Regions from separate parts of the Sus scrofa genome. Here region 2 is linked to region 1. A link is a contact called in public Hi-C data. All regions are on one chromosome and are shown on one strand. Each heading gives the region's core, a stretch centred on a gene start, on an enhancer-like site or on the middle of the called end of the contact. The rest is flanking DNA. Distances are from core to core; before and after follow the strand shown. Region 1 holds the start of CHCHD4 (coiled-coil-helix-coiled-coil-helix domain containing 4). Region 2 holds the start of SEC61A1 (Sec61 translocon alpha 1 subunit).

What was found. Hi-C and Micro-C count contacts between places; a contact is called where the count stands out from the background.
Region 2: a contact with region 1 is called in a Hi-C map of liver, with 7 times the contacts expected there. The contact joins the promoter of SEC61A1 here to the promoter of CHCHD4 in region 1. A contact is called at or near these places in 1 of 5 promoter capture datasets (liver) and 1 of 47 Hi-C or Micro-C datasets (liver).

Annotation. Positions count from the first base shown.
Region 1 is chr13:70,415,087-70,420,735 of Sscrofa11.1, reverse strand. It overlaps CHCHD4 (coiled-coil-helix-coiled-coil-helix domain containing 4), which reads right to left and starts at 3,410. Exons shown (of 3, transcript NM_001243499.1): 1 at 3,217-3,410. The coding sequence starts at 3,238. It overlaps TMEM43 (transmembrane protein 43), which reads left to right and starts at 3,523. Exons shown (of 12, transcript XM_021069380.1): 1 at 3,523-3,759. The coding sequence starts at 3,748.
Region 2 is chr13:72,267,677-72,273,325 of Sscrofa11.1, reverse strand. It overlaps SEC61A1 (Sec61 translocon alpha 1 subunit), which reads left to right and starts at 3,485. Exons shown (of 12, transcript NM_001244354.2): 1 at 3,485-3,617; 2 at 3,786-3,853. The coding sequence starts at 3,611.

The sequences.
Region 1 (5,649 bases), core at 2,161-4,660:
CACAGCATATGGAAGTTCCCGGTGTGGGGACTGAACCAGTGCCACTGCCACAGCATCCTGAGCCCCTGTAGTCGGAATCTTAACGTACTGGGCCACAGCGGGAACTCCAAAACACAGTAACTTTAAATGGCATCAAATGACATAAAATCATTCATCTGGAAGAGATGGGAGGCTGAGATGTCAATGTCAAAAGGGGGAAAACAGAGGACTGCTCTTGCCTCAAAGATGGGAGACAGCTGACCCCAAAGTGCCCCTGGAGGCGCGGTCTAGAAGAGCAGTCCCCATCCACACACCTGGGAGGACTGGGAATTGGAGGCCCCAGGTCACTCTGCAAGCAGGACTTCAGGGTGGGGCTGGTGACAGAAGGACTGACAGAGCATTCAGACACCAAGACACCCCAGTTCTGCAGTTTTACTCTGTGCCTCTGTCCCCGACTCCCATCTTCCTCTCATGCCTCCCTCATCCAATCCTGCTGGCTCTGCCTCCAAGCACATCCAGAAGGACCTGCATCCCTCACCTTCATGACCCCCTCTCCCCACTTCTCCCTCCACTCAGCATCTCCTTGCTTCTACTTGAATGTGCTGAGCACACGCCTACCTCAGGGCCTTTGCACAGGCTGTCTGCCCCCTAGGAACACACTGAGATCCCCTCTCAGCCACCTTCTCCCTGCCTTCATACCTCCTGCTCAGATGCCATCCTCCTTCATCCTTTCCCATCACCATTTACCTGCTTTTTCTCACCTTACAATTACATATTTGTTTACCACCTGTCACCCCCACTGAAATTGAAATGTCTGCTCCATTCATTGCAGCACCTCCAGAGCCTAGAACAGTGCCCAAGACATAGTGGGTAATCGGTATTTGCTGAAGACGTGAATGGAGAAATTGAACTCTGGGTTCGAACATGAAGACCTCCGCCCCAGCAGAGAAAGGTTATCACCATGAAGCAGGTTAGAGAAAAAAACCCTTGGATGGGTGGTCTCATTTTCCCCAGGACACGTGTGGGTCTTTACACATCAGAATCTCTCAGCACATCCAACCCAGGAAGGTTCCCCCCCCAGCCCCCACCACACCATGAGGGCAGATGGCCCACCTATGACCAAAGCCATGCCTCAGTGGCTGGTACTTCACAGGTGCTCAATAAAGTTTAGCTGAACAGAAGCGGGGTCAACATTAGAAGAGAAAGAACAGTGCTACCCATGGCCAGGGAGCTAGTCTGGGTCCACACTGCCCAACACCTTGAACACCCAGCTGAGGCCTTTACTCCAAAGGCTGGGATAGGGGCAGGGCACCCCTGAAGTCAATGTGATTCACTTAGAACAGAGGGAAAGCGTATGCACGGGTTCACTGGGTAAAGGTGCCAGGTGCCAGGGGTATGGCCCATCTAATGCTCTCAGAAGACAGGAAATGCTGCTAGAAGACAGGAAATAAGATGACCAAAACAAATCAGGTAATTTCATAGTTTAGGAAGTGAAAGACACAAAGGGTCAAGAAAGACCTTACTGAGAAGCTGAATCTTAAAGGATGAGGAGGCAGCCGTGGGAAGAGACCTGGAGGAAGGATGCACCCAGGCAAAGGGAACAGCTGAGGCCAGTGTGGCTGGTCAGCAGTGGGTGATTAGAGACCAGCTGGGGACGGATCAGGTGGGGGCTCCATCACACAAGCCCTCAATCAGGCGTTTGGGATCACTTCTCTAAGTCCCATGGGAAACAGAAAGAATTGCTAGGTAGAAAAGAAGTTTTTTAGGATTTAGGGGACCATGGCATGGATAATATTAAAAACTAGGGAAGGCCTAAAAATGAATGCTTTCAGTTCTCACCCCCAATACTAAGAGAGATCTTTGACCCAGGAAAAGATATGACCTACCATTTGGTGGTAGATAAACACCTGCCTTGGACTTCCAGAAATCCTCAGGGACAAGGAGGGTCTGTTTATCTGCATGGCCTCATTAAGCCCACAAGGCTCAAAAAAAAAAATTGCTAAATGATGAAGTAAAGTAGACTCAGAAGGCAATAAAAAACAAGAGACCTACTCTCTAACAAAGCGGTGAGGGCAGAGGACTTTTGCTCAAGGCAGAGTTAAATATCAATCAATTAAAATAGCACTCATTAGAGACATCGTGAGTATTATGACTTTATGACCCAGGGAAGGAGGGTTCTGGAAGCAGAATGGGGTACTGGGGGAAAGGCCTAGCATTTTAGATTGAGCTGTTTTCCTACCTAAGCATGACCTTGGGTAGATCACCTCCATCTCTGGGCTTAAGGGTCCCTCAATGACCTGAGGGAGCTAGACTATTCATTAAAGAATTTCAGGGAGAGTTCCAGCTCTCTCTGGAGCTTTAAAGTCTCAGGTGTTCACCATCACCCTCACCTGGCACTAAAAAGGTGCTTCATGAATATGTGGAGAAGGAAGGAAGGCCTACTTCTCATTTTACAAGACTGAACACTGGGCCTTGGAGGGGCTGGGTGACAGCTCAGGGACAAAGAGCCAGTTAGCGGTTGTGCGCGGAGGCCCTCGAACCCCTGGCCTGGAGACTTCTGGGGTTCCAGGAGAGGTAACAAGGAGAGAGACCATAGACAGAAACCTATTTAGTTTTGTTTTTTTGGGGGGTTGTCTTCCCAACGGAAGGCTCCCTGGAATCCACTGGTCACCAGGCTGGGCAGCTCTGGAATCAGACCGCGGGGGTCCAACCCCAGCTTCCGGACTTGCCGGCATCATGGCATTAGCCTAGTCACCTCTGGGTCGCTGTTTACTCTCGGGAAATGAACAGGGCCTGGCTTAGGGCGCACCAGCGCCTGACCGGTCCCCTCGGGCGGTACTCCACGCCGCAGCACAGAGCACGCCGAGGGCGACTTTCCAGGACTGTTGACGGGCGGCGCAAACCGGAACACGTGGTGTGGGTAAGCGCCATAGTAACAATTAATACCTATAAACTCTCCGTTAGGAGCCAGCGGCAGCGCGCTCGCACTCCTCCGACCCCCAGGCCTAATTTAAGAGCTCTCTCACGTGGTGGTCCCTCAGACGTCCGGGTTCGAGCCTCACGGTGACCTTGGACCGCCTCGCTTCTCCCCGCTGCCCATCTGTAAAGCGGGGATGGAGACCCGACGCAAGGGTCCGAGGACTATCTTCCGCACCAGTGGTGGGGCGCGGGGGCCGCACAATCCGCCTGTTCCCTGCAGGCCCTCGTAGGCCGTCTCTAGGTACCCCGCCCTCCTACCTTCCTGCCGGCAGTAGGCCATAGTGCAGCCCGGCGCTCCAACCTCGCGGTGATCGCGGTGGCTGCCTCACGCCGTGACCTCTCCCCGGCGAGGCGGGCGGCTGGGAGGCCCGTGCGGACCCGCCCCCTCCAGGCCTGCCCTCCGCGCGCCTGCCTCGGAGCTCCTAGCCCGGCCTTCTCAACCGGGAACTACATTTCCCAGCAGGCCGCGCGCCGCCGAGCAACTCCCTAGACAGAAGGAACTGCAATTCCCAGAATGACCTGCAATGCGCAGGTGCACCAGTGAGGTACCGGGTAGGTTGCAACTTCCGGAGAGGGCACCAGACTACGTTTCCCAGGAGGAGGCGCGGCGGGCGAGAGCAGAAAAACCGCGGCTTGCGGGGCGTTGCTCTGTAGCGCATCCTAGGGCTCCGGGCTTCCCGCGCCTTTTGGCCGCCATCTGGCTGTCGAGAGGTGGCGGGATTCCGTGGTGCAGCCGTAAGTCCGTTTTCTTGCTGAGCCGAGTGAGGCGGGCGGTGACCGGATCCTGCCATGGCTGCGAACGTGAGTGTCCCCGGCTTCGCCGGCCACACCCAGGCTGCCTCGTCCACTCTCCCGGCCGCCCGCCGTAGCCCCTTGTGCGGCTAACCGCCTCCGTGCAGCCGGCCCTTCCTCCCTCTCGCTCCCGGGTCCGCTCCTTCCGGCAGGGCAGCCAGGTCGTCCGTACGTGCGGTCAGCACCCGGTGGTCCACGTCCTCCTCGGGGGCGCGTGGTGGTAGAGACGCAACCTCTGGAGGTGTGGCTCTGTCTCCGGGTCCGCTTATGTGCGGCGCCTCCGCGCAGCTCCTTCTTTCCTTCTCGGTTCCCGCCTGCGCCTTTGGGATTCTCACATTTGCGGACTTGAGAGTTGGACGGGACTTCAGACAGGAGTCCCCCATGGGGTGTGTGGGGAGGCAGATATCGCCCTGGTGAAGCTGTCCAGAAACGCACTGTCCTAGCAGGCACTGAGGTCCCCGCTCCAGGGAGTATGTAAACCAAGGCTCTGATGTTGTGCAGAGGGGCAGACTAGTTTGGAGCAGAGGAGTTAGCATGACTGGGAGAGGGAGCATTTCCCTACTGCTGGCCCCTCGTCTTCCTGGCTTTGGCTTGGTTGGAAAGGCCCTGGCTGAGGGCGGTGCCCTTGGAAAGGCAGCTGCTTTTCTCCCTGCTTTTCTGAGGAACCTTTCTATTTAAGCCCCACATTCATTCAACAAACCGAGGGGCACCTGCCAACAGGGTGCTGGGTGTGGGAGAAGCTGGTGACTCATGTTCCTGTCTTCTGCAAAAGTGCCTCTGGTGCCAGCTCGGAGCCCAGCCAGCTGAGGCACTCCCTCCCTCCTGCTTTGGTGGCATGTCCTAACCACTCTCTCTCTTGGCCTTTCACACCCTCTTAACAGGCCCTTCCTCTGTCCCCAAGGTCCTCTCTGCCTTCCACACCCCCTGAGAAGCCAGGGTTTGCCTCACCCACAGCCCCAGCACACTTTGCCTGAGTTTGCATTGTCTGGGAGGCCAAGAAGCCTTTGAAAAAGCACCTAGAAAAGCCTCAGAGGTGGTCCGGGAGACCCAGGGTCTTCCCTCGGCAGAGCGCAGTCAGGAGACCGCCAGCCCCCCCTCCATAATGACCACTTTACAGATAGGGAACTTTCCCAGCAGAGAAAGGCCCTGCCCAGGGTTGCAGAGCCAGCCTGGCAGGCTACATCTTGGGTGAGCGTAGCAGGCTTTGGAGTCGGGCTGACAAGTGGTCTTAATCTCTTGAGGTTTATGTTTCCTCATAGGATCAGTTAACCTGAAATTTAAAGGAAAACCATGCTTAACACACTTAATGCACTATAGGTTCGTACTTAATACATTAAAAAAAAAAAAAAAAAGTAGAGTTTATCCGCACAGTCCTAGTGGACAGAGACCATCTTGGGTATGTTGGTATCCTGACCTTTGTCAAGGAATGTAAATGAATGTGGGTATCCTCTGCTGCCAAGTCTTTGTTGATTCACCCAGCAATGCGGTCCACATTTGGGGGCATCAAGCCATGTGAGGAAGAAGGAAGATGGTGGGGTGGAGCAGGGAGGCAGCAGAATTCTTCTTCACTGAAACAGCCGTCCGTTGATACGGTTACCATCTCCATTCCAAATGAGCAAACCAGAGCAGAGAGGTGGAGCAGCTTACCCAGGGGTACACAGCGGGTGATTTTCAGGGCCCAGATGCAGAGCTCTTCCCACAGCTCACTGCTCATTGCTTCTGATCCTGGAGTAGTGAGTGGGGAGCAGGCAGGGAGGAAATCTCCATGACCATCCACATTTGCTGGGAATTTGGTTCAGAGTGTGAGCTGGGCATGCCATGCTGCTCCCAGCCTGAGGGGCACTTTCTTCCTTTCCTTTACAGCCATCTTCGAGCCCCTTATCTTGAAGTCAGCTCCTA
Region 2 (5,649 bases), core at 2,236-4,735, 1.9 Mb before region 1:
TCAAACTCACATGCCCACAGAGACAATGCTGGGTCCATAACCTGCAGAGCCACAGTGAGGACTCCCTCTAAGTCTTTTTGATTGCTTTATCCTCACTTTGATGACACTGTGGGAGGTTTAAGTTTTCAAATGTTTAATACATGAAACAGATTGTTTTAAATTTCTTCCTCATTGATTACAATTTTTTCCACTTGAACCACAAGTTTTAATGGCATCCTGATGAAAAATACATGTTTAGCACTTTGAGCTTTTAACTTGTTAATTTTTGAGCACTGTTTGCAGCCAAAATGTGTCATTAGCAATGACTTGAATTCCATCAAGTCATTTTTTTTTCTTTTTTTGTCTTTTTGCCCTTTTAGGGCCACACGTGAGGCATATGGATGCTCCCAGGCTAGGGGGTCTAATCGGAGCTGTAGCCGCTGGCCTAAGCCACAGCCACAGCAATGCCAGATCCAAGCCACATCTGCAACCTACACCACAACTCACAGAAATGCCACATCCTCAACCTACTGAGCAAAGCCAGGAACTGAACCCACAACCCCATGGTTCCCAGTTGGATTCGCCTCCACTGCACCACAACAGGAACTCCTCAAGTCACTTTTTTCACTCCAGAGCTACAGATTTTATGTAACAAAATGCATCTAATACAAGTTTTACTTTGTGCAGATTTTTGCACAGTATCAAAACAAGCTCCAGGCTGGGACTCACTATTATTGTAATTCCTTCTTTGTTCTGTAGATTAACAAGACTTGGAGTTCCTGTCATGGCTCAGTGGTTAACGAATTCGACTAGGAACCATGAGGTTGCGGGTTTGATCCCTGGCCTTGCTCAGTGGGTTAAGGATCTGGCGCTGCCATGAGCTGTGGTGTAGGTCGCAAACGCAGCTCGGATCCCGAGTTGCTGTGGCTCTGGCATAGGCTGGTGGCTACAGCTCTAATTAGACCCCTATCCTGGGAACCTCCATATGCCGCAGGAGTGGCTCAAGAAAAGGCAAAAAGATAAAACAAACAAACAAACAAAAAACAAGACTCATGTTTATTACACAAGAAAGTATCAGAAATTATCCAGGTGTTCCCGTCATGGCTCAGTAGTAATGAACCCGACTAGTATCCATGAGGATATGGGTTTGATCCCTGGCCTTGCTCAGTGGATTAAGGATCCGGCGTTGCCATCAGCTGTGTTATAGGTTGCAGATGCAGCTCAGATCCTGTGTTGCTGTGGCTGTGGCACAGGCCAGCAGCTACAGCTCGGATTTGACCCCTAGCCTGGGAACTTCCATATGCTTTGGGTGCAGCCCTTAAAAAAAAAAAAAAGAAAAAGAAAAAAAAATTATCCAGATTTTGTTGTGTGTTCACTCAATTATAAATTCAACTAAATATATCATTATTTATACTCAATTACAAATATTGTAAATTAATATTTATAATAAAATAAATTATATTTATTAATATCTGTTATATAATCCTAAGTATATAAACATAAATACATTGTATACCTGCTACTTTCAAAAGAATCATATTGTGCTAAAAATAATTTCAAGTTGGTGATTCTCCTAAAGCAATTAGTATTTTCTTAAGACATGCAACTTAGCTACATTCCCTTCAGTGACACAGGCCAACCTGTGTCATGAATGTTCCTCTGATGTGGCTACAACAGGAGGCCCTATTTTCTTGTTTACTTATTTTTTTTTCTTTTTAGGGCCTCACCTGTGACATATGTAAATTCTTGGGCTAAGGCTTGAATTGGAGCTGCAGCTGCCAGCCTCCTGCACAGCCACAGCAATGCCAGATCCGAGCCACGTCCGTGACATACGAGAGAGCTTGTAGCAATGCCATACTCTTAACCCACTGAACAAGGTCAGGGATTGTACTGGAACCCTCATGGATACTAATCAGGTTCTTTTTTTTTTTGCTTTTTAGGACCACACTCATGGCATATGGAAGTTCCCAGGCTAGGAGTCAAATCGGAGCTATAGCTTCCAGCCTACACCACAGCCACAGCCACGCAGGATCTGAACTGAGTCTGACCTAAACCACAGTTCACGGCAACGTCAGATCCCTGACCTACCGAGCGAGGCCATCAATCAAACCTGAATCCTCAGATACTAGTTGGATTTGTTTCCGCTGTGCCACAAGGGGAATTCCACTAGTCAGGTTCTTAACCTACTGAGCCACAATGGGAACTACAAATTCTGTGGAAGCCCATTTTCTATGGTACTAATGTCTTAAAAACTGTCAGTACAAACCAATGATTTTATATGAAAACTTGTATTAGCTGACTGCAACAATACATTTACCACGATACACTTTACCATTAAGTATTTCAATGTTTTCACCATCAGTATGGTTCAGGGTGCATATGGGCTAAATATCAGCTCTGATCTATCTGCTGAACTTAGTACAGCGGCTGACAGTTTCAGTTTCTGGCCAAAACCCCAGAGGAGATTATGAAGGAATCCTGGACCGGAAGATGGGGCGTGATCTCAGAAGCAGCCCTAAAAGAGTAGCAGAGCTTACTTTTCCCTGTGAGGAAAAGTATCAAATGATGCCACACCTGAGTCATTTCAAGAAGTTCCAGCAGTCACTTGAATTTTCCACCCATGGGTCAGGTTTTCAAAAACCTTGTAGAAAAGACTTCCTGTTTTACAAAAACTTCTGAATCAAGGATTTACAAGTCCTGGCTAACTGCTAAAAACAGGAAGGGAAAAACTGAAATAACAATCCCTAAGTTAACACTGCACAAAGCATCTTGCCACATCTGCTTCTCCAACTTCTACCAGTACGGATGCAGACCGCTCCAAGAAACCTCCCTCCTCTAGATGCGGGCAGCGCAGTCTCTTTCCCTTCTTTCTGAGTACCTACCATGGGCCACCGTGGATTGCAGGTGCCGGGAAAATGAACTCACCGTCTAGCACCATCGCCCCGCCCCGGCCCCAAGACCATTAAATCGTAAGGTTCCCCTTCACACAGCCCTGGCTCCAGCCAAAGACGACTTCTCTCTTTCCACGATCTCGGGCAGTCACACCAGGTGCTGCGCTCGCAACCCTGGGGCGCCTCCTCCCGGAGGCCTCCCTGGACCCAGGACCCGGCTCCTCCCAGGAGCCTCCTGACCACGAACTGGGCCCCGGCCTCGCTCAAAAACCCCACAAACGGGTGCCACTGTCGCCCCGCCACCGCACACCTGGTGAGTACCGGGCACCTAGGTAGCGCCGGGACAGGCCTGCTCCAAAGAAGTCAGAATCTAAGGCGTAACTAGTCGCCGGTGCTGCGAGGAGCACAGAGGTGAGTCGGTATCCTTGCTCGGCGCTCGCGGACCAGACTGCGCAGCCGCACGCCCCGCCCCCCGACCCCCCCGACCCCGGCCCTCCTCCTCATCGGCCTCGGGGCCCCGCTGTACGCCGGGAATTGTGGTACCTGTGCAGGCGGTGCGCGGCCGCAGAGCGTGGCAGGAAGCGGAAGCGGAAGAGCCCGGCCGCGGCGCTATCACTGACGTGTCTCTCGGCGAGGCGCGGCGCCCCGGACCAGGCCGGGCGGGCAGTAGAGCTGCACTCGCAGCGCAGCGGAGCCGGAGCGCGACCCGGAGCCCGACCTGGAGCCCAGCAGCCGCCGCCATGGCGAGTGAGTCCCTCGGGGCAGCCTCGGCGACGCGGGCGGGAACGGGACCCCGCTGCCCCAGCCACGAAGCCCACCCTGTCCCCCGCCCTGCCCCACCTGGCCCGGCAGACGGCTTCCCGGGGCGGCACGCGGACCCTCAGCCCTAACACTGTTTTGTTTCTCCTCTCAAAGTCAAGTTTCTGGAGGTCATCAAGCCCTTCTGTGTCATCCTGCCAGAAATTCAGAAGCCGGAGCGGAAGGTAAGTTCAGGGAAGGCGTGGGAAACTGCCTGCACCCCGTTCAAATGACCCCGACACGCCGAGTGGACCCCCCTTGCCCCGAGCGGAGCCAAGTGGCCTGCCGGTGTGGGAGCCTCCGCCGAGCCGCCGTGCTTTTCTGGAGCGTCGTTTGCAGAGGTTACACCGGTGAGCAGAGCCTCGGGTTTTCCCTGCCCGGAAAATGGATCCTGGCCCGAGTGGATAGGGCCTCAGGAGCTTCAGGGTGCTTAGGTGGAGCCCTTGCTCCTTCAGCTCCAACAGAAGCAGGTCGTGGACTGGTCAGTATTCCAGGAGATGCTCCTTGTATCCAGCTGCTACAGGAAGCTAAGAGTAGTCACTTTACTCTGTATGGTTGAGTTAGTACCGTTTCTGTGGGCTGTCCCGTTACTGAGAACAAGGGCATTCATTCTGTGAAGCCTGCTTTTACTGCTGGTGATTTAAAACCTGGAAAGATAGAAATGTAGAGCTTTGCTGAATCTTTATCAGAATTTCCACTGCTGCACAGTTAGCTACAGGCGAAGACAGTGAGTGTTGTCATTGTATGTAAAACTATTAAACAAAGAAGAAAAATTTCATTGGTTTCTTAAAGAGAATTAACAGTAATATATTTTCATTGTTGCATTCTTTCTGTATGCCCCACATATGTGCTGGCTTTGATGGGCTAATAGGCAAAGTTGTATGTGTGTGTGTCCCCATCCCCATCTGTCTGTCCATCCCCAGCAGCCTAGCTCTGGAGGCAGGGTTGTGCTTGGGACCTATCCTTCGCACAGTCTCTTAATAACTGTGTGACCTTGGTCTTGTAACTGAGTGTGGTGGATGAAGCAGTGGAAGTATGTGCAGGGTACAGCACAGTGGCTCTGGAAGGGATTAACCATGGGAGACATGATGTCTGATGGTGGTTTTTACAGCAGAATATTTTCCTTAAAAAGGGGGAAAGGAATTCTAGGCATAAGGAATATAGAACATGCTAAGCTTAAGGAGATCAGTAGCTGGAGGGTGTTAGATGTGGTTCAGTATCAACAGAACAGAAAGTGTGGCTGAGAAACAGTGGGAGCCAGACAGATTAGGAAGCTGCTTCTGGGGCGGGATAGTAGATTTGGTGGTTGAGAGGCGTTTGCAGTAGAGAGTGAACTGTGGGAGTGGGCTGGGAGACATGGGTGGGTTGGGGGCTATTAAGGGGCACAGTAGACAACACTGGATAAACAGTTTTTAATTTTTTCCTGTTGAACTTAGCTGCATACGGGAGAGGAGGCTTGGTTATTAAAAAAGTGAGTCTGTAAAAATTGTCCACTCCTTTTTCCTGTAAAGAATCATTTCAGTGCAAGCATGTTATGTTACTGGTCAGCCTGTAGTTGTGTTGCCTTTTCTTGGCTGCCTCCTTACTCTCTTGGTGAGTGAGAGGAGGAAAGGGAGCATTCGCATGAAGACCAGTCTATGAATTCAGCCCATTCTCTCACGCAGTATCTGAATATCCATCCCTGTCGCCTTTATGTGCTTGTCTTGCTGAGGCCTGTGGACAGTGGTCGACACAAAGGTACTACAGCCAGTGCTGACCAGAGAATCAGGACTCTGGTTCCATGCTTAATTAGACCTCAGCTTAAAAGAGTATTTTATTTTATTTTATTTGTCTTTTTAGGGCCGCATTTGCAGCATGGAAGTTCCCTGGCTAGGGGCCAAATCAGAGCTACAGCTGCCGGCCTATACCATAGCCACAGCAATGCAGGATCCAAGCTGTGTCTGCAGCCTACACCACAGCTCACAGCAATACCAGATCCTTA